Linked DNA regions of Mus musculus: regions 2 and 3 are each linked to region 1. A link is a contact called in public promoter capture Hi-C data. All regions are on one chromosome and are shown on one strand. Each heading gives the region's core, a stretch centred on a gene start, on an enhancer-like site or on the middle of the called end of the contact. The rest is flanking DNA. Distances are from core to core; before and after follow the strand shown.

What was found. Promoter capture Hi-C pulls out the DNA fragments that hold promoters and counts their contacts.
Region 2: a contact with region 1 is called in a promoter capture Hi-C map of erythroid cells, with 29 times the contacts expected there. The contact joins the promoter of Med14 here to the promoter of Gpr82 in region 1. A contact is called at or near these places in 7 of 39 promoter capture datasets (the 3T3-L1 cell line, 3T3-L1-derived adipocytes, erythroid cells and 4 more) and 1 of 115 datasets of contacts at active chromatin or transcription factors (memory CD8 T cells).
Region 3: a contact with region 1 is called in a promoter capture Hi-C map of stem cell-derived epiblast-like cells, with 3 times the contacts expected there. The contact joins the enhancer-like site here to the promoter of Gpr82 in region 1. A contact is called at or near these places in 7 of 39 promoter capture datasets (the 3T3-L1 cell line, the C10 cell line, HPC-7-derived erythroid cells and 4 more) and 1 of 15 datasets of contacts at CTCF or cohesin (large pre-B cells).

Annotation. Positions count from the first base shown.
Region 1 is chrX:13,658,691-13,663,128 of GRCm38.p6, forward strand. Gpr82 (G protein-coupled receptor 82) reads left to right here and starts at 2,673. Exons shown (of 4, transcript NM_175669.3): 1 at 2,673-2,753; 2 at 3,638-3,728. The region is part of intron 5 of Cask (calcium/calmodulin-dependent serine protein kinase (MAGUK family)); the gene reads right to left.
Region 2 is chrX:12,759,391-12,763,828 of GRCm38.p6, forward strand. Med14 (mediator complex subunit 14) reads right to left here and starts at 2,583. Exons shown (of 31, transcript NM_001048208.1): 1 at 2,077-2,583. The coding sequence starts at 2,309. It overlaps Gm14634 (predicted gene 14634), which reads left to right and starts at 2,888. Exons shown (of 5, transcript NR_045852.1): 1 at 2,888-3,596.
Region 3 is chrX:12,899,767-12,904,204 of GRCm38.p6, forward strand. No RefSeq gene overlaps it. Among named protein-coding and RNA genes, the nearest start is that of AA414768, 35 kb to the right of the region's middle. Within about 2 kb of position 2,680, at least 8 of the 459 cell types and tissues checked have an H3K27ac peak or open chromatin away from gene starts, as enhancers often do.

The DNA.
Region 1 (4,438 bases), core at 1,423-3,922:
CTGGCTCATTTACATCTTTACCTTTGGCTTTCAAAGTACCCACAGGGAAGAATGGTTGGTTCTGAAACATGATATGAGCATGCAACTGCACACACATGAACACACGTACACATCCATAAAAAGAGGGGAAAAGCCCCCTGATAGTCCTAAAAACCACTGACTTCTCATTCAGGCCCCCAGGGACCTAAAAGCACAGTGTAAGCCTGGTGTGTCTGCCTTCATTTTGCATCTATCTCTTTTAATCTGGCTCATTAGCTTTGTCTACTTCTTTCAATATGAATCACTCAAGGAGTGTCTATCAAATTATCACTTATTCCATTGTCCTTTGAGGCCAAGGACACAGAGACAGGACTAAAGGGGGCATCTTAGTGTCAGCTTTTTACCATGTTCTGTTCCGGATGCCTAAAAGGTGCCTAAAGATATCCAGTTATTATCCTAAACCAGGACTCCCTTGGATTCTATCACCTAGATGATGAAATTTAACCAGTGAGGACTAGAGTGTGAGCAATCATCTCCTGGGGACCACCCTGTTCCCTTGAACAATAAGAAAGCCTACAGACTACCTTTGCTGAACCATAACTGAGACAATGATCAGTGAGTCACACAAACTACTGGCTACACCTTGACTAAGGCTGTATAATTATGCACAACTCTTGCCTCCTTGCCTCAATTTGTCCTCTAATCTACAGCTGATATCAGTACCCTGAGAGGGATTTGGGGTCACCAGACACTGTTCCTCTTTTTGATGTGCACATGATTACCTCTCCTGTCTCTGATTTTCACGATTTGTCATTTGCTTCTTGAGTTGGCATATTAAGATGGGTGGCCAAGGCCAGCCTGTTAGGGTTGCTGGAGAAAGCGCTTTTATCCTAAAACTCTAGTTACACTTGGGTCTTCCACGACTACAGATTCTTGTAGTAGAATGTGAGGACCTGAGAGCAGTAGCACTGGAAACAAGGCTATGGCCAGATACCACATCCTAAAGAGAACAGAAGGTTCACTGAACTTGAACAAACCACAGCTTTGAGTAACAGGACTGCACTGCACATCTAAAGCTAACTGGCTTGTGTAAGCATTGAACTGATGAACAAGGCTTACTGTGGTCCCCTTTGAGGGAAATTAAGAATGGTGTTCTAATATGCACACATTTAGACACGTGTTCTTGTCTTGCACAATAGCTTCCCTCTCAATGCCCTGAGCTACTGATTGGTCAGATGGACAAATTTTAAACTGTCCAGTTGTAGCCAATTTAGATATTAGCTTGGAGAGCCAAAAAGTAAGTTCCCATTTGAAACACACAAGTTCAGATAAGTCTAAGGTATCTCATGTCCTCCTGCTTTTGGTTTTGAGGGAAACTGGTAAGTGACCCTCAAACCCACCCCTCAAAGTTGATAGAGGTAGTAACAACAGCTCACCATGGGCTGCAAAACTGAATGAGCTTTCCTTTTGGATCACTCTTACTAAAATACTCCAAAGGAATTCCAGGGGCCAGATTTAAAACCATCACCTGAGGCAGATCAGAAGGATCAGAAGAGTATGTACTGGAGAGTGCTTGGGCAGATGATCTGAGAAGTAATCAGATAAGGAGATTTACATGTGGACAAAGGAAACCGCACTCTGAAGAGGAGAAAGATGAGAACACAAAGAGCCAGAGAAAATTTGTGATCCCGAAGTCCAAAGGGGCACACTATGTCCTAGAGAACTTGCAACTTGGTTTGATATTCTTGAAATAGCTCCATGACAAGGAATATTTTTGTTAGCTTAGTATTTCCTGCCATTACTTTTTTCTACTACTGGAGAGTATTGTTTACTGTCTTAGAAAATCTTTTATAGTATTTACCTAGTCGTCTCACTTGAGTCGTTTCTTCCCCGAGCCTCATTTTCCACCACCATCTATCACACATTCTCTGTTCTTCCCTTTCAGTTCTTTTAATGAACCATTGTGATTTACCAACTCACTAAGTTTTTATTTCTCAGACACATCACATCTACATCTTCCTTGGATTTGAAGACACTCTAGTTTGTGGTTAGCATTATACTTCTGGGACCTCCATGTGCTACTAGAAATGTAGTAGAAACTCCAATAAATATTTGAGTGAACTGTACTGTTTAAGGAAAATGTATGATAGTGAAATCCAAAATGGTCTGAGAATGGAGCAATGGCCACCATTTTAAGGAATTGTCCATCTTGGGGAACTCAGGTCTAGGAAAGGGCTTGCCGGCTATGCAAACATCCTGGAGATGGGCCACAATGAACACACAGTGGGACAGTAGGGAGAAATTATGTGCCTTCCCCTTTCCTTCTCCAGAAGTTACCTTTGTGCTAAAGAAGAGCTCACCTAAATGACAAAAATGTTAATTGCCAAACAATTTGTGGATTTATTGGCACCCCCACCTCCAACTCCTGGTGACTTTCTGATAACATCTGAATGTGCAGCTCTCCTTGTTCTTTTAATCCCCTGCATCAGTTAACACAAAGCATACAAATTGCTGTGGAGGTTAACTTGTAGATAACTAATGTGTTTGTAGCTATTTTCAGAAGGTCAAGGTTGATTACAGTTCTAGCCAGAGGCGGGCAGGGGAATGGGCACAGAGCCTCCTGCCCATCGTTCGACTGTATAACCCAGGCTTTCCTACCCTTCTTATAACCCAATTCTCCAAGACAGAGCTTTGCTGATGGTTGCCCTCTCCAGCTTCTCAGGATCAATCTTTGAGTAAGCCCAACTTCTCATCATCTACGTACTAGACGAGTGGTAAGCAAATGAGGTGGACTTGGGTTTGGAAACAAGAATTGGCAGAACTGGGCTGGGGATGCAGGTTGCTCAGTGGTCAGTGCTAAATGCACATTTAGCCTTCGGTTATGGTCAGTTCAGACTACATGCTATAACTATTAATTTGTTTTGAAACACATTTGCTACCTCCAAAATCCATCATAAAATGTTCTAACTCATGTACTCATTATTACAACTCCAAATGGAGGTAGAACATGCCAATTAGAAGTAGAGAAAAGTTGTTTATTAGTAACCAAACTGGGTTCTAGTCCCTATATATACTCTGAGCACACAGAGAGCAAGCATCTCTGGGCATCAGTTTTTTTCAATCTTAAAACAGCAGAGACCACTGATGAGCATGAATTTTAATCCAGCCTAGTGATATTTGATTTGAGCAAGCCGGTATAAATAAGAAAACTTCAAGTTTTGTTTTGTTCTACTCTTAGAAAAGATGGATTGCAAAGAAGCTGTTCACAAATGATTTTGTAGTGAAGTTTAGAGACAAATTTATGTTGGTATTTTATTGAGTTACTGGAAAGAAGTTCCTTTTACTATGCTCACAGAAAAATAATTAGCTATGTGTGATTAAACCTTAGAAATGCAACTTCAGCCAATCACAACAATAAAGCTAACTACTTCATGAAATCATCATAAGTATACTACATATATATTTATTTATACAGTACATATTTATACTAAATATATGTATTACCCACTAACTTCCTCCCACTAAAGAAATAGAGAAATGAGGGTTGTGTTTGTTTTTTTTTTTTTAAGGAGGTACTGGTTATATTTACTGTAACTGTTGACTTTCTTCAACAATCTAATTTCCCTTTTTCTCCCCACTGTACTTGGTGTCATGCAAGACTCTACTCATACTGATTAAGGATACTGGAAGAGTGAAGATCAGAGAACTGTGAGTGTGAAACAGTCAATGAGCATAAGCTACTCAGACAGGTAAGGATGATTTTTGGGGGGGGGCTCAGTTTTAGCTTAAAGGTTAACTTTGTAAGTGTCTAAAAGGACTAAACTATTTGAATTGTGAAATCTGATCATTAAATAAGGTAGTCAGCTCAAGAAGTGTTTAAATAGCCACAAGTAACTGCTAGAGTTGTACAAGTTTTCTCATTTGTCAAATTAGCACAGTGTGTACACAGACATTCTGCTGAGGAGAATGTACACTTGGAGAGATATCCTTGGAAGCAATTCTGTAAGACTCACTTTTATTTGCCTTCTCAAGTTTAATTGCATTTTACAAATTTTTAAAACTAAATTTCTAGTAGCTTTTGAATCAAAGGCTGTTACTGAATGGGGCATGAATTTGGGAAGCTGAAGATGGGGAGTGAGTTGTTATTTGTTTTATAGAGACTCACCATCACCTAACATCTAAGTAATAGTATTCTGCTCTTCTTTCATTAGGGAATAGTTGCTACTGATATTCATAGAGGAACCTCTGCTGCTTTCAGCATGGAATGCATTATCTCTATGAGGCAGAGGCTACTGGAAGCTTTGCATAAAAGAAGCTTCATCTCTTAAAAAAAGCTTTGGCCCTTCAGTAAAACCAACATTTCTTTTGAACAGAAGGGGACCTTTCTTTCTTCCTGTCCTGTCCTGTCCTGTCCTGTCCTGTCCTTTCCTTTCCTTTCCTTTCCTTTCCTTTCCTTTCC
Region 2 (4,438 bases), core at 1,333-3,832, 900 kb before region 1:
CTACCACTAGGCTACATTCCCTAACCAATGTGCATTATCATTATTACTACTGAAATATAATGCCAGGCAACCCAAGCTGACATCAAACTTCCTATGTTGCCTACGGGCTGTTCTTTAATTTCTGATGCTCCTGCCTTGACCTCTGAAGTGCTAGGGCTACAGATATACACTACTATATTTATAACATTTTCCCCATGTTCAAAGGTATCCTGGTTTAGCCACAAATTTTATGCTCTCTCTCATAGAGAAGCGATTCTAAACATTTTTTTCCCTGTGGTTTTTTTTCTAGACGGGGGTGGGGGGGTGGTTAGTCTGAGACAGGGTCTTACTATGTAGCCCTCAATGTCCTAGAATTGGCTATATATAGACCAGGCTAGTCTCAAACGTAAGACTGGCATGCACGTGGGGCCTCTGCAGGGATTAAAGCCATGCACCACCATGTTTGGCTATGGAATCTTTTTTGAAACTAGAGTTTCACTTTGTACTTTGAGTCTGGCCTAAAGCTTGTGATCCTCTTGCTTTTACCTTCCGAAACCCTGGGCCACAAATCTCTTATTTTTCACTGAACACAGCTTCTGGGTTAGATATTGAGCTGTAAGGATCTGGACACAGAATGTGGAATTCAGCTGAGGGCTGTGCTTGAGATATGTTTAGGAGTCATACAAATGATGGGGGGGGGGGACTAAACATAGATTATTCTATATCAATAAAACAGATCTCTCTCCATAAACTAAATCCTAAAATTAAAAATAGAACACAATTCAATACATTTTTACAAATTCTTTACAGAAAACCAATCACATGATCCATGATCAGTCTTTTTACCACAGCTACGCACAGGACATATATTAAACTGTCTTGAATTCTTATGAACACATGCAATATACGTACATTACTACAAGAACTAAGCTTGACAGATCACTCAGTCAGAAGCCATACGGGGTGAGGGACGTACACACACCTGTAATCCTAGCTCTTACTAGATGAGGAAATCGTGTGTTAAAAAAAAAAAATCTCAGCCAGGTGTAGTGGCTCATACTTGTAATCCCAACACTAAAGCGGCTGAGCCAGAACTGAAGGTTAGCGACCAGCCCGATTACACAGGAAGACCCCGTCTCAATAGTAAGGAGAATAGTAATACCGCCACCACTTTTGATAAGGTTAAGCTTTGTCTCATTCAATAAAATATTGTACATCAAAACTGAAAGGGAATGTTTTACAAGAGTAAGTGAAGCCCGCCCTAATTCTTTTAGTCATGTACAATGTAATTCTCCAGTAACAAAGTATTGCAAGATACATCCTAGCGTCTACATACTAACGTATTTCCCTGGAAACCTGAGGGAGCCTAACAATAGGTAAAAAGAAAACTTTTATGGACCTCAGGTAGAAGATGCTAAAGAGTTTCAAATTTTCCTAGTACCTTTTATTCACATAGTGAACCATCCGTGTAGTCGGCTTGTACTCTGAAGGTATTAACACCCTAATCACGCCCCAAGGCATTTCATAGGTAACTAGACTGAAACCCGGAGGCTCATTAGAAAAAAAGTATTCTACTTTCACTACATCCATAAAGACTTAACACGCTTTCAAATGTTGCAGAAAGAATCAGAATTTATAATGTAATTGTTTTACACAGAATCGACCTCCGGCATTTTAAGAGAAACAATTGCAACCTTCATTTAAAACATTGTCAAAAAAGATGTAAAACATTTCCCTTCGTTGAAAATCCCGTTCAGTTCGAATTCTACGTAGTCCTCAATGCTTACTCTTCGACTTAGGTTTTTAGAAAATATTCCACATAGAAATTAATACACTTCTGTTGGGAACTCAAGACAAAAATCCCAAAGACAATCTTCAGCGCAAGTGTTAACATGCGAAACTAACCAGTCTCCGTGCTTTCATCGTCAACCAGATCCCCAATAGTTACCTCCTCCCTGTCCCCAGAACCTAAACCCCATGAATTTCCAAATTCTACGCTCAGCAGCCTAGCTCAGTAAATGGCAAGCATAAGCCTCTCTTGAAGGCGGGAAGGGCAAGTGAGGAGCCGGGAAGCAGGCATGGGTTCGCAGCACTTACAAGTCCGTCAACACCATAAGCTCCGAGTAGGCCCGGTGGAGCAGAAATTCGATGAGCGTGCTAAGCCGGTATCCAGGGCTAGCTGCCGCCGCAGCTGCCGCCGCCACAGCGGCTGCGGGCGGCGGGGGAGCCGGGGCAGACGCGGAGCCGCTGCTGCTGCCTCCGCCGCCGCTGCTGCCACCGCCGCCGCCAGGAGGGATCAGCTGGTGGTTGTCCAGCTGCACTGGGGCCATGGCGGCGTACAGCCCGGCTCGGGGCAACCGCCTGAGATGCGGCCCTGGAGCCTCCTCCCGGGCTCGGTGACCGCACCGAGGCGGGCGCGGGCAGAGTGGCCGCCGCCTAGCGCCAGGCCGCCTCTGAACAGGAAGCCGAGCCCAAGCTGCGGAGGCCCGCCCCCATGTAGGGCCGGGCCGGCCGGCCGCAGGGAGGCGAGCGTGGGGCGGGAGGGCAGAGAGGCGGGCCGGCCGCCACTCAAGTGGGGAAGCTTCCGCGACTGCTCAGCGGCCGCCCGGCCGGCGGGTTATAGCGTCCATGTTGCTGGGCCGAGAGCGGAAGTCGCCAGGCAGAACGGAAGGGGAACCCGCGGGAGGCCCTTTCCAAAGGCAACCTGCGACCGTTCCCCGCGCTGTGCTGTTCTGGGGGACAGGAGGAGGGGGTGCGTGGGAGAGGGGCGGAGCCAGGAGGTGCGTGGGCGGGAAAGCGGAAAGGGGGGTGGGCGCAAGGCGCCGGAAGCCGCGCCGCCAGTCCAGCGGCCGCGTCACAGTAACGTCAGTGGTCCCTAAGCGCTCTTTTTCCCCGCCTAGGCGACCGCAGCGGGACGGTGAACGGAGAAGGGTTGGCGGAGAAACCACCCGTCTCTCCTCTCGGGGCCCCAAAAAGGCGGCCTGCGGCGACCGCGCGCTGTGACTGTCCAACGCACGCTCCGCCCATAGGCGACCCTGGCGCGACGCGTGGGAGAAAACGTTACAGTCTCTTTTTTTCCTTTTTCCTTTTTTTTTTTTGTCAATTGTGGGACAAGAGCAACGACACAATAACGTCATTTGAATGCAGTCTCCTGTGTGCCGCGCCTTTGCTGTCACCCAAAGCCCAACATTGAAACACATGTAGTCCTTAAATCCTTTGCTGGTGTTCTTGGCTTTTGTCCCTGCCCTTGCAGTAGCCGCCCTATCCTGCCTGGGTTTTCATCTTTCCAACTACAGCCTCTTTCTCCCAAAATCCACATGTTTTGTCTGTTTTCTAATCTTGGCTTCTGTTTGAAACGAACTGCAAGCCTTTAAACATGTCTGTGGGTTCCCTCCACCTCCATAGATTCGGAAGCAATTGGTCTTTCGTGATGTCTGGGCTTCGAAAGTTTTTTTGTGTGCGTTTATTTTTGTTTTTTGTTTAGTAACCTAGCTATTCTCACGCACAAGTCACGGAAAAATTAACTGTTAAAAGCGTCTATTTTTGTGACCCTACCTAAACATCGTTTTGCAGCTTCATCTCTCGCAGGTGTAACAGATGCTCATGCTGATCGTAAGGTTAGACAATTCTCTTTGTTCTCCACTTGTACAATTGCAGTGCTCTTGATTCTTGGTCTCACTGTGTTGTCGGGGCTGGCATTTTTTAGCTCTTGAGCTCAAAGTAATTGGGATCACAAGCTCCTCCACTACCTCATCCATTTTTCAGATTGATAAATCATGTATTTATGGGGTACAGTGTTAAATTGCATATGTTTATGGGGTACAGTGCATGAATACACTCCCGAATGAACAAATCGGACTCATTGACTTTGATCACCTCTCATACTTTATTCTTTGTGGTGACAGCTAGAATATACCACCACCTCCTGCCACAACATTGCCTTTTGCAGGACTAAGGATTGAATCCAACCAAATCCTTGCCTATAGTAGGCAAACATTCTGCCTTTATATCCCCAGCTATTTTTTATTGAGTTGGGTTCTCCTTAAATGACATAGGCTCACCTGGGACTTGCTATGTAAATTAGAATGATAACTTGTGATCCCCTCCCTCAGTCTCCTAAGTATTTGGGATTATTGGTGTGCACCTCATGTCCAACTAAAATTCACTCTTATCTGTAGGAGATGTTATTCTATATCTGGGATATTAACTAACATCGCTATGTAACATATTGCTGCCTAACTGAAACATTGTATCTTTTGAGCAACATTTCCCTTTTCTCTGCCCTCAGCATCTGATAAAAATTATTTACTGTTGCTTTAGTGAATTGGACTTGTTAAGATTCCACTTGAAGTGAGAAGAGATACTGGCTTTGTGTGCCTGTCTTATTTGACAATATGTAATGTCCTCTTGATCCATACATGTTGTTGCAGGTGACATTTCATTGTGTATGATATATAAT
Region 3 (4,438 bases), core at 1,430-3,929, 760 kb before region 1:
GAGGGTGAAGGGCCTTTCTTTGGAATCCCTCAGTAGAGGACTGTGCTGGCTCCTCATTGTGCTGCCTATAACTACTGTATCTCTCAGGTAGGTGAGGCTGGAAAGGACGCTAGAAGAGAGAAGAAAACTCTGGCTTGCTTGCTTGCCCTGAGTTAGGAATAGTCTCATTCATTCTTAGCAAGGTTTTAAGTGACCTGGAAGGATAATTAAGACTGCTTGTCAGTCTGTCGTGGTGAAATGTCCCCCATAGGTCTGTGTGGTGGGGACTTGGCCCCCAGTGATGCTATTTTAGGAGGTTCTTGAAACTTTAGGAGGTGTGTTCTAGCTGGAGAAAGCATGTCCCTGGGGTGGGCATTTAGTATTGTCCCTGGTCCCTATCTGTCGCCTTTTCTGCTTCTTGTCTGCCACAAGATGCATACGCTCCACTGCTACCTGCTCCCTCCCTGCTCCATGATGGTTTGCCCAATAACCCAAGCATGGCCCGTGCACCCACGATCTGAACCCTCTAAAACCCTGAGCCAAAACCAACCCTTCTGCCCTTGAATTGTTCTGTCGAACATCTTTGGCCACAGCGATGAAAACTATTAAATAAAGGATACAGAACACCAGCAACAAGATCCCCTGGCAAGTACGAGGATGCGTGGGGAGCCAGAAAAGGGCAAGCCAACCAGACAGCATCCTAGGGCACTTGTCTGGGCAGGATGCCAGGTTGTCAGGGAGTAACTGAACACCACAACAGTTACTTCAGTTTCCTATGTAGACTCCTAACAGAATTAGAGAAACGTACTTAGTTCCACTCTCACTGAAGGCCAGCCTACCTGGAGTACAAGGTCAGACTCCATCTTCAGTGGCTTGGCGCTCACTTCCTCTGTGGGTCTCAGGGATTGAATTGAGGCCATCAGGCTTGGCAGAAAGTCCCTTTACTTACTGAGCAATCTCATTGTTCCAAATTTTATTTTAAAAAGAGAAGCATTGTATGGTAGTGAGCCACACGTAGTAGGCTAGGAATAAAGTGCAAGTGAGCTAGCCAGAGGAAGACAGAGCAGAGGTCATGTGGAGCATGGCGCTGGAGTGAGTATTAGTGGGCCCTCTAATCTAGATGAAGTCTCCCTCCACAGACATAGGGAAGTATGCTCTGACTTCTGGTGGCGGTGGGGAATATGAGGGAAAGAAGTGGAACGAGCTGTGATCTGGCTATGTCAGGGTTGTCTGGTAACCAACCTGGAAAAGGCAGCTTGCTGTTCGGAGGATGGCAGGAAGAAAAGATACACGACCTGCAGACTAGGTGCAGGAAGCCAGTCCTCTATCTAAAGGCTGAGACCCAGAACATGCATTGTCTTTCATAGACCACTCTTCTGTGATGGTTAATCTCAATGGTCAACTTGATGGGAGGTGAGTCTCTAGACATGCCAGAATTTGTTTAGGTTGAAAGTGGGCAGCACCATTCCCTAGGCTTAAGTCCTGGACTGCATAAAAAGGAGAAAACCAGACAAGTACTAGCATTTATTATTCTCTTTTCCCTGACTGTAGGTACATGACCCACTGCTTTGGTCTCCTATTTCCATGCCTGCCTCACTGTGATAGACTGTACCCTCAAACAGAGAGTCAAAATAAGCCCTTCCTTCCCAAAGGTGCGTTTGTCAGGCTATTCTTATCACAGCAACAGAAAGGTAACTAATGCAATTGCCTTTTGTAGACAATGAAGGATGGAGGAGAAAGAACACTCAAGAGCCCAAACGCTAGAAAGAAGACTAGGTAGGCTTTCCTATCTCTGGCTAGAAAGACTCATTCTCCAAAAAGTGTTGAGAGCAACAGCCCTGTGCAAGGACCACAGCAGACTATCTCCAAACTTGACTGGCATGTTCTGTGACTGCCCTTTGCTCCTCCAGACCCATGTCACCCTGCTTCAACTGCTCTATGTTGGGCTCCAATTGACTCCCTCATAGAGTTCCTGTGCCCTCTACCCTCCAGGTGATCCTGGCCAACTCTAGGAGCCAGTAGGTAAAAGCATATGTATTTCCCACAAATGCCTCCTTGAGGGCTAGCCAGCTACAGCTTTGAACCAGAAGCCACAAGTCTTGTCAAGAGGCCCTCTTCACAGGCTTCTCTCTCTCTCAAGTTTCCAGTAATTGCTTCCTTCTTCTACCCCTTCTGGCCTGTGGTTTCCATACACCCTGATCTGCCTTCGTAAATAGTCTCTTTATTAAACTCATCTCATTTTACCCAATCAGAGAGTACCATCTGTTTCGTGCCAGAACCTGGAATGATACAGATGGCTTGTCTAACAAGAGCTATTGATGGCAAGCCCAAGTACCCTTTATTGTGCTAGGCAGAGGTAGGGCAGCCTGAACATAACTGGAAGAGTACTGCCTAGAATGAAGCCAGAAATGTGAGCTCCTTGACAGTGGGTCCTTCTTAAGAACAGGTTTGCTGCCTTCCTTCATTCTGGATCACCATTCTGCCTTAAAAGGGGTTCCCTTTCTCAGACCATGAGATTGCTCTGTGAGTGGTTTTCTACTCCCATAAATGCAGTCAGTGAGTGCCCGAGGAGACATTAGATGCCAACGTTCTCCAAGAAAAGAGGCAGAGGCAGACTGAAAAGAGAATGGAGGCTTGGCTCTAGAGGCTTCCACTTTTGCTCAAGGCTGACGTTCTAGGCCTGGAAGAGGCGAGGAGTCCAGCCAAAGCAGCTGTTCTCAAGTTTCCTAAGGCTGCGGCCCTTTAACACACTTCCTCATGGTGTGACCCCAACCATGACATTATTTTATTGTAACTTCCTAACTGTAATTTTGCTACTGCTCCTCCAGACCCATGTCACGCTGCTTCAACTACTCTGTGCTGGGCCTTAATTGACTCTCTCATAGAGTTCCTGTGCCCTGTGCAGGATATCTGATATGTGACTCCTATGAAAAGATCATTCAACTTCTGAAGGGGTTACAACCCACAGGGTGAGAACCTTGGAGCTAAAGAGAAATAGAAAAACAAGTGTTCCCATCACTCTGCCAGAGGGCACTTACTGCCTATCAATGGGCAGGTTTAGCTCAGTTACCCACAAGTTGTGTGGATAGGAATATGTTAGTAGAAGATATTGGGAATATCATAGAGCATATTACCATGCTTTGAAAGCCAAGGTGCATCATGATCTCTACTATATCCACCTACATAAAACCCAACAAAGACTAGAAGTTACACGAGGAGTTCAGTATTTAAGGCCCATTTATTGTTCTAGCAGAGTACCAGGGTTCAATTCCCAGAACCGACACGGTGGCTCCACTTCCAGAGGATCTGAAACCTTCTTCTGACCTTATTGGACAGGTGCATATGGACATGGTACATAAACAAGCATTTAGACAAACACTCATGCAGGGAAAGCAAACATAAAAAAGTCCTTTTTAAAAAAAAGAACATACATGAAATTATTGCTGTGACATTGAAGTGAGAAATAATTTTCAAAAACATTGTTATTTGAATGAGATGGCTCTTATGAATGAATGTGGAGGGAAATATAATACAAGTTTGTCTATAAAATATGTCTTTAGCTCCATCCTCTTTGTGGTAAGAGGTGAATGTTTTTTTTTCCAGCCCAGTCCAGTCCCAGTTTTACGAAGTAAGATTCTGAACTATTTTTTTCAAAGATTTATTTATTTATTTTATGTATATGAGTACACTGTAGCTGTGCTGTACAGATGGTTGTGAGCTATCATGTGGTTGCTGGGAATTTTGAATTCAGGACCTCTGCTTGCTTCAGTCAGCCTTGCTCACTCTAGCCTAAAGATTTATTTATTATTATATGTAAGTACACTGTACCTGTCTTCAGATGCACCAGAAGAGGGAGTCAGATACCATTACAGATGGTTTTGAGCCACTATGTGGTTGCTGGGATTTGAACTCAGGACCTTTGGAAGAGCAGTCAGTGCTCTTAACTGCTGAGCCATCTCTCCAGCCCAAGATTCTGAACTATTAAGTGAATCATTCAATGTGGATCCAGAAGAGAGAGACAAAGACAAAGACATAGACATAGACATAGAGAAACTTCAATTATCTCAACATTCTCAAAAAAGTAAGAAATGGGCCCAGTGAGATGGGATAATTGTAATACTTCCCTCTTGTGGACCCCTCAGCCCGGCTCCTAGCCCATCACCCTTCCTATGTGTCAGCTCCCAGTAACTAGGAATACATTATACCTGAAACCATTGCCACACCTGGCAGGATTCTAGAAGAATTCTCAACCAGGCAACATATAGCCACCACACCCTCCTAAGGACCAGAGAGGACAATGGAAACCAAGAGAAAAAACACTTACCCAGTAAAGACAAGACCAGGTATTAACACCCAGAATTACAATTATCCCAAACCCAGATGCCTATATGCCAGCATAAAAACTCTATTGATAACAGCCAGGATAATATGTCTCCACTAGAGCCCAGCAACTCTACCA